Regions from separate parts of the Sus scrofa genome. Here region 2 is linked to region 1. A link is a contact called in public HiChIP or PLAC-seq data. All regions are on one chromosome and are shown on one strand. Each heading gives the region's core, a stretch centred on a gene start, on an enhancer-like site or on the middle of the called end of the contact. The rest is flanking DNA. Distances are from core to core; before and after follow the strand shown.

Region 1 (6,323 bases), core at 1,666-4,165:
TTTTTTAAAAGGGAAAACCAGGACCACTGTTCTTAGAGTTTCATGGTAAACAGGAATACTTCATAGATTTTGTGGCTTTAGTATGGGTATTAACATACATCTATTAAGATCATTGTCTTCCTTAACAGGTTTTTCGCTTTTGATTTTTACTAAGTTCAAGAAAATAAGTGCCTCATCTTCAGTCAATGTATTAGGAGGTGGGTGTGACAGGAAGGACATAACCTTTGCGATTATTGCTCAAATCGCTGCACAGAGGAGAGCGGGGATGACGTCATTCTTGTGCATCACTGCCTTTCCCCACCTGGCTCAGCAGAGGCCGTCCTTGGATAAATCAGGCAGGCAGGTTTTAATTCTAGATCCACCACCTATTATCTTTGCGACCTTGCAGAGGTTACTTAATCTTTCTGAGTTTTAGTTCCATCACCTGTAAAGTGAGAACAAAAATCTTATTCTAAGTGCTGTGGCAAGGATTAAATAAGCTAAGGGTTAAAGCAATCTAGCATAGTGTCTGCCATATAGAAAGACTTTAAAAGTATTTTGCCCCTTTCGTTATAGCTCCAGACTATGCTTCTCTAAGCTTCAGGTAACTAAGACAGAGGGAGTGTGCCTGCTGCCAAGTATGATGAGAGGTGTAAAGACTAATCCGTGTGGTTTGCTACTGCCAGCCTTCATCACTGATTTGGATCACTGAATCGGCAATCTCCATATATCATTCAGGTCCACAGCGAAACTCCCTGAAATGAAAACATATTTTTCCCCTGCAGATATGCTGCTTGCATGCCCAGACCCCCAGGGAGGCTCAGTCTTTGTGTCTGAGACTTTTCTTTCCTAGCCAAGAGTGTTCATCTCTAGCATACGTAAATGCCAATATACTATGATACTTTTCACTGAAAATTATAAAGGTGACACATAAAAAGATTTAATACATTAAGGCAGAGTAATATATTAAGTGATCTCTTCTTAGATATCAAAGTATGGAGAATAATTCCATAAGCTCCCTACCAAAATGTTTCATTATACCATCACAGTTCACAGCAACTTATAGTGAAGAAAAAAAAAATTGCTTTCTTTTCTCTTCGATGCTGTTTAATTTTTATATTATTTTCTATTTTAGAATTAAAATTTTTAACTTGACTGTTACACAAAAACAGCATGTTGTCAAGTATTTCATTTTACAGTAACTCAGTATTTAACAAAAACGTTTATAATAAAATATTTTAAAGCTTAAACAACATTAATCTCTAATTTTCTTTCTGCATCATATGGAAGAGATCCAGTGTTATGGTACCCACCTGTGGTACCCATCTGGTGCTGGAGGAAAATAATGACCTCATCTTGCTCAGTTGCTTCTTATGTTTTCAACTTTCCGACCAATGTGCAATTAGTTACCTAACTGCAGCTTAGGCAAAGGGTTTGAATAAAACATGAGTGAAAATGCGGATCCATTAAGCACAAATGATTTATGCATAAACTATATTAAGGTTTATTGTTTCATATGCTTTCCAGAAAATTAGTAAGCCAATGGGATTGCCTGCTTAATAACTGACTTTTTCCGACGAGCTACTGACATTGCCTCAAAATGGACTTTTGCATTAGATAATGTCCTACAAACGACAGGAATTTTCATAAACATTTACCAGGGTTTACAGTGCCTGACCACCTAGAGGATTTCTATCTCAGAAAAAGGTGAGCGTTCTAGAAATTATCCACAGAGCAAGGTAATTATTTTCCAGGAAGATTTCACTGAGAAGATTTCCTGACAGGTGGACATCTAATCTGTTTTGCCAGTACCTGCAAACGTCTATTCCGTCCTGTGTGTGGCAATTTACCTGGCCCCTGGTTATAAAACACAGAAGAGGTGAGGTCTCAGACCGACAGGAAGAAAGAAGCATACTCCAACAGAACTTTAAAAAAATTAATGAGCAACTTTAAAAGACTTTAAAAAACCATGCAAGTAAAGAATGCTACCGTGATCTGTGCCCAGGGCATGACCTTTTGTGCCCATCTGTTCTTCCTTTCCCAACTCTGGGCATCAATAACACACACATGTAGTGTGAGGGCAGGTGAGGAGGCAGGGTTCGAAGGACTCAGATGTCCAGCCTTTCCAGAGACTAGTTCATAGTCATTTTCTGTCAGAAACTGTTTCAGAAAATACTCCCTCCCTGCTCCTCAGGGAAAAGTAAGAAGTCTATTTAGTAAAATAAAAAAAATAAAAGTCTATTAAGTAAAAAGTGACATATAATTGCCATCTTCCTCTAATGTACTGTTAGCCCATCATGCTTTCCTTGACTCTGTAAAATTATCCCTACAACAAGGAGTGTGTCCCTTCCTGCACAGTCTCAGAATCCTGGCTCAACACCTAGAAAGCTCCTCATGACTTTTTGTCATGATTTTGTGGAGCCACGAATATCCAGAAGTCTCTTAATGACCCCTTTCATAATATTGTGGAGGCTGGAAGGGATGGCAGTCCTGCTCTAAGGCCTTTCTAGACATTTGAAATGGATCCTGATGTTTTTTAGCTAATGTTCTATATAAATGTAGATTAAAATGGAAGATATTTATGTAATAGCATTAGTAATGACAAAAGTTCGCAATAAGATTCCATCCGGGTGGCGAGCACGATTTAGTTAAACAATCTCTATGAGGGTGTTGGAAGTCTTGAAGTCTAGATGTGGCTTTGCCATTAATCAGCTATAAGATTATGTAAGTCAACCAACAACAATAATAATGCCATCCTTCCAAAAGCCTTCGTTAAAGAGCAGTCTTACTTAAAAGGCACACATCTACCTATCAAGGCACGCACCTTCAACCAAAACAACTCCTTAAATACTAAATAACAGCTTCAGCAACTCCTGTCTTTGGGAATTCAAAAATAGATGTTGGGGAGTTCCTGCTGTAGCACAGCAGGTTAAGGATACAGCATTGTCTCTGCCATGGCCTGGGTTGCTGCTGAGGTGTGGTTTGATCCCTGGCCCAGAAGTGGGTTAAGGATTCAGCGTTGCTGCAGCTTTGGAGTAGGTCGCAGGTGTGGCTCAGAGTCAGCCCCTGGCCTAGGAATGTCCATATGCCGTGGGTGCAGCCAAAACAAAACAAAACAAAACCAAAAACAGATGTTGGCACACAGATTAGCATCTCCCATGGGCACAAATTAGATGTTCAGTAAATGTCTGATTTGAATGATGGGTAAATAATGCATGCTCAGGTTCTTTCCCAGTGGCCTTATTTATTTGCTCACAATGTTGTATGTACCCTGAATTTGGAAAGTAAAATAACTTTTAAACTCAAATGCTCACTCAGGCTAGAATACACTTTTAATATAATTAAAAACATTTTAGAAATACTCTCCAGCATATTAAAAAAAAAAAAAACCTGTATGCATTTAAAGCCTCTTAGTAGTGATAATATCACCTAAAACTCAGTTTTACAAAATTCCAGACCTACTTCTCTTTGTATAGATTATGGATATATAGCCCCAAACAGCTCTAAAATGTAAAACACAGCCATTCTGGAGCTATATTAAATAACCATATTTTCAAATCAACGTATTTAAAAATATCTGGATAGGAGTTCCTGTCATGGCTCAGTGGAAACAAATCTGATTAGAAACCAAGAGGTTGCTGGTTCGATCCCTGGCCTCGATCAGTGGGTTAAGGATCTGGTGTTGCTATGAGCTGTGGTATAGGTCACAGACTCGCTAGGATCTGATGTGGCTGTGGTGTAGGCCAGCAGCTGTAGCTCCAATTGGATCCCTAGCCTGGGAACTTCCACATGTCTTGGGGGCAGCCCTAAAAAGTCAAAAAAATATATATATAATATAATCTGCATAGGTGATATTTTCAACTTTTCACTTGCTCGATTGATGATGTGGTGTTACATTAGCATGTATTTTCTTCACCAATACAAATCTTTTGGTCATTGGCACATTTTTGAACTCAAATTATATTGGATTCTTAGCTTAAAAATTGGTCTGTCTTCTGATCCAGAATTGCTAATAATAGTTTGAAATGCAGTATATTATACTAAGTTTTCTACCAGAACTATATATTTTTTTCAATTCCTGTTGTCCTTCAATTTTAGAAGGGACAAAAAAGAAAAGAAACCACCGTGAAGAGAATATTGTGAGGATGGTGGAAATACTTTTACATTCGGATGGCAGAGGAGAATAACAACCCTTTTCCCCTTCAAAGAGCAGTGGCGAATAAAGAGGACCAGCTGGGGCGGGGTCTTGCCGGGGAGGGTGGAAAGGAAATCCATGAGCCGTAATTGCACACACTGATAAATACCCAGTCTATTATTTTCCTTCTCTGCCTTCACACAATTTTTTTTTCTTTTTTCTCAGATGGGACATTTCCTACCTCCCAGTCACTTCCTCGACTCTCTCCTCCCAGCAGAGAATTACGGAGTAAGAAGGGGAGTGAGGAAACAAGCTACTATCCAAATCTAGCAAATAATAAAAGAAACCAAGTGTCCTAATTTGAACGATGCTGCCGGCAGCCAGGACAAACCAGGCTATGGATTAGACAGGTGAGGTTTATAAAGTACCTGCAGTGGGAGGGGCTCTTTTCTGGTCCTAAGAAGGGTGCGAAGATGTGTGGGGCACTCATTCTAAAGAATTCACCAGACTGGGAATTCAATGAGAAGAGCACTAAGATTTGAGTCTAGATCTAGCTCCTCCACTAGTGAGTTTTATAACCTCAGACAGGTCTCTAAGCCTCAGTCTCTCTTCCACCTTTCCTACCTCCTGTAGGGGTTATTAATGAGGCGCAAGTGGGAAAACGGTCAAGTGATAAAGTCCCCCCAAAATGGAAGGCAGTATTAATTTACTGAGTGAGCATCTACTGTGCGCTGGAGACGGTAAGGGCACCAAGGTTACAAACCTGGATCAAAATCAGATCCTACCCTCCAGGAGCTGAAGATCTCGAGAGGCGAATAAGTAACGCAATCCAGGGGTTCTACGGCAAGGTGGAAAAAGAGGTGGGTTAATATTCTGATCAGATCAAAATTTCTTCCTCCTCTGTGTCCCCTGGGTGTAGAGAAGCTGTGGGCCTATTAGAACCCCTCCCAGGGGCTCCTAGCGGCCCCAAACCTCGCCTGGTGTTAAGACTCCAGAAGGTTGGGACCACAGGCCCATTTTGTGGCAGAGCAAGGCTCAGGGCCGGTAGGGGTGGGGCAGAGATGCTCTTAGAGTCTTAGGGGTCATACTGGAAGGAATCGCGCCCGTGCGGGAAGGCCAGGCAATCTCCAGACCTCCCCTCGATGGCTTCCAGGTGCAGATGCACAGAAGTGGGCAGGGAGATAGCTCTCGCCTTCCGCCTGCAGGCCTGGCAGGCTCAATCCGCCGCAGCCGCCCGGCCTCCGTTTCCAAGGCGACCGGCTCACAAGGACCGTCCCCTCCCACCGCAAAACAGAGCTGCGAGCGGCGGGCCGGGCGCGCCCCCTGGTGGCAGCAGGGGAAACCGCCGCCCTCGCCGGCTTCCTTCCCGCGGGATTTTCTTCGCCGCAGCTCACCCACCTGGCTCCCTCTAGCGGCAAACCGGGAAGTGGTGAGTTGTTTAGAGCCGCGTCTTCCGGCCTCTGTCCTGTGACCTTAAGCCGCTTGCTGTTTTCTTCCACTGTAAAATGAAGACATCAGGACTGGTCGGTGGTTTTCAGACAACTCCTAGGATGGGGAAACGGTTGTGTGCGCTTGACGGGAGATCTGCCCGCCTCTGCCCCTTACACCGAGACAGCCATTCTTCTGTCTGCTTTTTTTGAGTAAGAGTTCTTTTGGGTTTAACTCCGAATAGATATGCAAACCCCTGGACTAAATACTTACAGCTCTAAAAGCCCTTGATTCTACCCATTTTCCTTCTTGTTTATTTGTTTATTTATTTATTTATTTTGCTCCTAAATCTTAAGAAAACCAATATAGAGTCCATCTCCCCCTGTCTTTCCAGTCTTGGCGGCTCTCTCCTAACGGGGGCGGGGCGGGGGGGGATATCACACACCTGCAACCTTTCAGGTGCCCCCTTTCCTCATCTGCGTTCTTTCTCCATCTCCGCCTCCTGACAATCTCTTAAATCCTAAGAGCACTTAGTTGCCTTTGAGTCAGTGATCTTCCTTCTGTACTGAGAAGACAAAAGCGAGGCATCGGCTTGGACCTCCACTCATCATACGTCACATGCTTGTCATCCTTGAATTTAATTTTTAAAAAAATACATTATCATATGTTTCATGCTTAATGGTGTTAAGGTTAATAACTTATTAAGAACTTAAGGAAGGGAACTGAAACAGTGAATGAAAATATTAATTATCTTTGTGGTATTCCCTCATAGCTCAGCAGT
Region 2 (5,741 bases), core at 964-3,463, 350 kb before region 1:
AATACAATGGGGTCAACTGTTGGGACGGACTAGAGTATTACCAAGATCCACTTTAGAGTTTAAAAAAAAAAATCTAATTCCAAAATACCTTGCACATGCGAGGCCATGAGCCCCTACTTAAAAGGATCTAACCGCAGTTGGCCTAAAATCTTCCAGGGGTCGTCCCCTTTATCTTAGTGAAAACTTAAAAGAGAGTAACTCCCTTCTCATTCCTTCCTCAAGGATCGTTTCCTCCTCCAAGTCAGTAGACGACCCTCTCAATTCTCCTCCTGAGAAGAATCCGACTGTCAGGCGCACCCCTTATCCATGGACAAGATAAGAGCAGACACAAATGCCCCTTTAAAAGAGTCGTCTAAACGTCTTAGGTCTAAGATCTACTCCTCCCATCCTGGACAGTCAGAAGGCTCTAAGAGTGACACGGTCCCTAAATTCCATTTTAAAAGTCCATAACACGCTAGCCCCTCCTTCCAACTTTCTTAGAAAAGCCTCTAACTTGCCTTTTAAACTACTAGAGTCTCAGCTCTGCACTCGGACAAAATCTCCCAAAGGCCCGAACACTCCCCATCCTCTCAAAAGGACCCAGACCCCTCTGACCCTCTGCCATCTCGCTCTCTTAAACCACTCTCCTTCGCCAAGTTTCCGTTCACTCTCGGCCTCAGCTCAAAACCCCCTTAGAAACAAGTTCGATTTTCTCCTCCACGCCCGCGTTTTCCTGAGTAGAGTGTGACACCTCTCCCTCCCCCCACAGCCACCAGCCCGCCCCCACGCCTACAGTTTAAAAAGAATTTAAAACTTTCACTCCGGAGTCCCATCTGAACTGCTCAGAACTGCACTCACATTCTCGTCTCCAGAGAGGTCCGGGTTGCTGTTCTCGTCGCTGCTCAGCTTCTGCTTCTTGGCCGCAGGCATGTCTGTTCCCGCCGGCGCTGTCGACACTTCCCTCTCGGACATATTCCTCCGCCTCCCTCCAGGTTCCTGCCGCCTAGGGCGGGGCCTCCGCCACACCGCCGTCAAGCAAGCCCGGCCGGAGCTTGCCGCAAAGTTGCCACTGCCGCCGCCACCTCCACCGCTCCCCCCACTGTCGCAAACCGCGCCCAGCCGCCGAGGCGGGCGTGCGTGCGACCCCGCCACACTGCTGAAAAAGGGGCGCGCGCGCGCGCGCCCTCCCGCGCGGCTTCCTGGATCCTTCCCTTTACCCACTCCCGTCTTGCCCTTTTCCCGCCGCCCTCCCGGCAGTTTGCACGGAGAGGTGTGATCCGTTGGCTTTCAAGGGCAGTATTTCGTACGTTCCCCTTCCCCACGACCGCGTCGAAAAAAGAGAGGCGGAACTCAGAAGGATGCCCCCTCACCCCCTTCCTCTTTCCAAAGACGTTTCAGTCGCAATTGGCCCAATCCTTCGATCCCCGACCCGCTGCAAGGACTCGAAAGTCTGTGGAATGGACTAGACCACCAATATCCTAGGGGACGGGGGAAGAGATGAGAAGTCACCTCTTGATTTAGGGGTATATGGCAAGTGTCCATAACCTTAACCTCAGAGGCTAACGCTCTCAAATTGTTCATGGACCTGTTCACAATCTCATTTTCGGGTGAGAATAGAAATTTAAAACTGTAGACTGTTTCTCACTTGCCTCCCCTGCCTAACAAATGGAAGTTACCCGCTCATAGGTGCGCATGCGCTGGGGCGTATTCTCGCGCTTGGTTGTCCGGACCCGCCTCCTCCAAGCCCCGCCTCTTCGAAGTCTTTGCTGAACCAGGTAGTCTTCCACCGGGTTTCCGTAGCCTAAGATGGATTTCAAAGCGGTACCAAATCGTAGTCCCTGAATGCGTCATAATTTTTTTTGATGAATATTTATTCTGGTGAATATTTATTACGATGAATGATTATCCTCGTCCAATTGGTGCTACTATTGAGAAGAGTTTAAGTAAGAATATCCTAAAACTATAATATCCTAGACTCCAGTGAGTTACAGCTCAAAGTACTCCTTTAACTGTTAAAGGGTTATCAAGGCCCTGGACAATGCCAAGGCCCAAAAATCAATGGTCATCTCCAACTTTGTTTGAAACTGTGAGACTTAAGTGACGGCAAATCCGATACAATAAAATTTTAGGTGCAGGCCACAAAACTGTTAGATTTCATCAAAATCTGGGCGCTTGACAGATGCTAAATAAATTGGTGATCCTGGTGAATTTGTTAGATGGGTCATTAAGCCACATAACTGAACAACAAAGAAAAAAAAAAAAGAAAGGTGCGTGATATTATATGTTTTTTCCTCTTTTAAACCTCATTACATAGCCTGTTGGATAAACAGTTGAGAGTGCCCCATCTATTAAATTCTAGTGTACTTGAACTACTTTTGCATGATGCTTTAACATAGAGAATATTATCTGTTTCATTAACTGCGGATTGCAAATCACTCTTTCTTTTGGAGATAGGGAGAGGATTCTGTTGAGAATGAGAAAAGGTAAAGCAAAAAGCAAGGCAGAATAAGTTTTTTTTTTTGCAATGAAGACAAAAATGAGGCTGAAAAATTAAAGTCCATATCTTAATAATAGTAATTGCATTTATTTGTTGAAATCCTAACATTCCAGGCACTACTAAGCACTCAGTTGGTGAGAGAGAGAGAGATGAAACTGGTATAGAGTCAACCACTGAGAAACTAAGATGTGGTTTGGCATGACATTTTCATGCGCAGAAACAAACATACCCCGCTTGTCTCTTGAGAAGGATGTTTATGAAATATAGCTCTACCAAAAAAAAAAAAGGATAATGAGCTAAGGCATTTCTAATCCAAATTACTCTGTGTATTTGGGAATCAATGGGAGCTGGAAAGTGGAAATCACTTATAGTCATAAAATTAGAAAATTGCTGAACATTTGGGTAAAGGACACATATGGAAGGAAAATGCCTTTCGGCCTTCATGTTACCCAAAACGCGAAAATATTTTTAAAGAGTTTTATTAAAACTTGGAGAGATATCTTTTAAATGTGTCTGATGAGTCAGGGATAATATATGGAAATTGGTTTTATTCATTATTGCTAATGTTAAAAATTATTCTGGAGTTCCCCTTGTGGCTCAGTAGGAAATGAATCTGACTAGTATCCATGAGGATGCAGGTGTGATACCTGGCCTCACTCAGTGGGTTAAAGATCCGGTGTTGCCATGAGCTGTGGTATAGGTCACAGGTGAGGCTCAGATGTGGTGTTGTTGTGGCTGTGGTGTAGGCCAGCGGCTGCAGCTCTGATTTGACCCCTAGCCTGGGAACCTCCATATGCCACGGGTGCGACCCTAAAAAGACAAAAATTATTCTGACACTTGTGAGAACAGAAAAGAACTTCATTTAGGACTGTTGTAATAAGTGTCAAGACCGTCACAGGAGGAGAAAGAAATTGGGCTCAACTCTGAATACAGCAGGATTAGGTGGAGATTTATAATCATGGAGCGGAGTGGTGGGTAGGGGTGGGGACGGAGTGCAGGACATGCCACATGCAATATGCTGCTTTGGTATATTATTTTGAGCTGAAGGTACTTGAAAAACAGATTTCTTTGAGTCCCACTCATCTCCCTAAAGACAGATCCTCCAAAAGGAACTGAACTGTCACGAATCCCTTCCCCAGGGGTTGGGTCAGCCAGGGAAAGGTTGGCTCTTATCACAGAAGAGGAAGTTACAAGTCAGAAGTTGACACCACCCTCAGACAAACTTTGTCATGAACTGCCATCATCTCCCATCTATTCGAAGGGCTCATTCATCTTTCCAAAAAATGACTTACTCTCCCCTAAGCAGCATATGTCCCCTTACCCCTTCTCCTGTTGAGATGGTATCAGCTATCAAAGATTATTGCTTTTGGGGGATATTCATTTTTTCCCCCTCAATGGCCCTGTGCATATAATACTAAAAATGAGTCAATTTGTATACCTTTTTCCTGTTAATTTGGCTGTTTTCAGTTTATTCTATAGGCCCTGCTGTCAATTCTGGGAGGGTAGAGGAAGACATTCCTCCCCTATGGGGGCTTAGTGGATGGAAATTTACTAGAGGAGACATGAAGGGTAGGGACATTCTTCATTTGTTTGTCTTTTTATAATTATTTTTAAAATTTTTTAACTTAAAAAATTTTGTGTGTGGTTTTTTGGGGTGGAGGGTGGGGTGGAGTTCTTCCTAAACTGACTTGCCAAGGTTATCAGATATCAAGAATGGAGGGAGGATTCTTTCTAAACTGATTTCACAGAATTGTTGCTACATCTGAACTAGGCAGGCGGAAGGATAAGGACTAGTTGAGAACAGGGCTCAGAGGAGCCTCACTACAGTTTGTCTTTAGTCAAGCTCCTTTGAGCCCTCTTCTGATTTACCATATGGTATGCTAATTAGAGTGCTATTTTTATGTTATTAGTTTCAGTATAGTTACCTATTAAAAATCTTAAAAATTATAAGTTTGTTAGCATTGAATTCTTTTACTGTGAATAATTTCAGGAACCATCACAGTTGGAGTGGTCTTACAACCTGCATTTTACAAATGTGGACGCAATGGCTTAGTGTAATTAAACGTGTTGCCCCCAAACACACAGCTCTTCACAGTGGCAGAGCTAAGGATCATGTTCAAGTCTGATTGATTAGAAAGTACTTTTGCATCAGGATGAAGGACCGGGATTTATGTATTTCTGTTCACAGAGCTTGATATTTGGAACACTCAATCTTTTAAACACCACTGAAGAACATGAAAAACCTGTATTACTTGAGACAGAAAGAGCACCTAACTGGGGAAACTGGGAAAATACAAATACAGTCTGGAATTAATAGTCATGTGTTTCAATTTCTTAATTTTGACAAATGTACCATGGTAATGTAAGATGTTAATGAGAGAAATGTTGCAACTTTTCTGTAAAATAATCCCCTACAAAAAACCTTATTTTAAAAAAAATCTGGAGTTCTCTTGTGGCGCAGCAGATTATGGATCTGGTTAGGTCACTGCTGTGGCTTGAGTTCAGTCCCTGGCCTGGGAACTTCCGCATACTGCAGATACAGCCAAAAAAAGTTAAATATAAATATTAAATTTAAAAAATCTACCTTATATTAAACAGTTAATAACTCTAGCCAGAAACATCCCTTAGCCTTCAAATAAGTCTATATTGGAACGCTTTCAGTTGATCTGTGTTGGAAAACTTTCAAAGATCATCTATTTATAAAGAAGAAAATTCACTGCCACCCTTGGTATTGTCTTCTAGTATCTTGTAAGCTTCATATCAGGAAATGAGTTTCAAAAGCTAAATTAAACACCATTTCAGTTGAAGTCTATTTCTCATTCATTCAACATTTTTTGTCTCTTCTGCTTCATAAATAGCAGCTGTTCATCATCACTCATACAGTGTATAATCATATGCTTGCAGAGCCACTTTTCTATGAACAGAACATCATATGGCTTTTTTGAACATTTTTAAATCAATCAGGAGGAATTTACTGAATATCATTTATGTGCAAAGCAGTATGGTAATTATGGGGTGTGGGGGAGGAGAGAAAAAGGGAAAATAAGACACAGACTCTATCTTCAAAAAGCCTAATATTCTTCCAGCATTAAAAGAAATGTCTCATGCATTTTAAGAACATTTACTGAGTAGTCACTCTGTGCCAAGCACCATTCTAGGTGTGGAAAATACTTGATAATAAGCAAAACTACAGAGTTTCCTAGTGTCATAGAGCTTACTGTCTAGAGGGGGAAACAACACTAACCAACTAGCCACACATACAAAT

Evidence for each region. HiChIP or PLAC-seq counts read pairs in DNA pulled down with a chosen protein or histone mark.
Region 2: a contact with region 1 is called in an H3K27ac HiChIP or PLAC-seq map of skeletal muscle, with 7 times the contacts expected there. The contact joins the promoter of EED here to the promoter of CCDC83 in region 1. A contact is called at or near these places in 3 of 47 Hi-C or Micro-C datasets (embryonic fibroblasts, epiblast stem cells and liver) and 2 of 2 datasets of contacts at active chromatin or transcription factors (alveolar macrophages and skeletal muscle).

Annotation. Positions count from the first base shown.
Region 1 is chr9:19,768,675-19,774,997 of Sscrofa11.1, reverse strand. It overlaps CCDC83 (coiled-coil domain-containing protein 83), which reads right to left and starts at 2,915. Exons shown (of 11, transcript XM_021062606.1): 1 at 302-2,915.
Region 2 is chr9:20,119,549-20,125,289 of Sscrofa11.1, reverse strand. It overlaps EED (polycomb protein EED), which reads right to left and starts at 2,213. Exons shown (of 12, transcript XM_013979229.2): 1 at 838-2,213. The coding sequence starts at 951.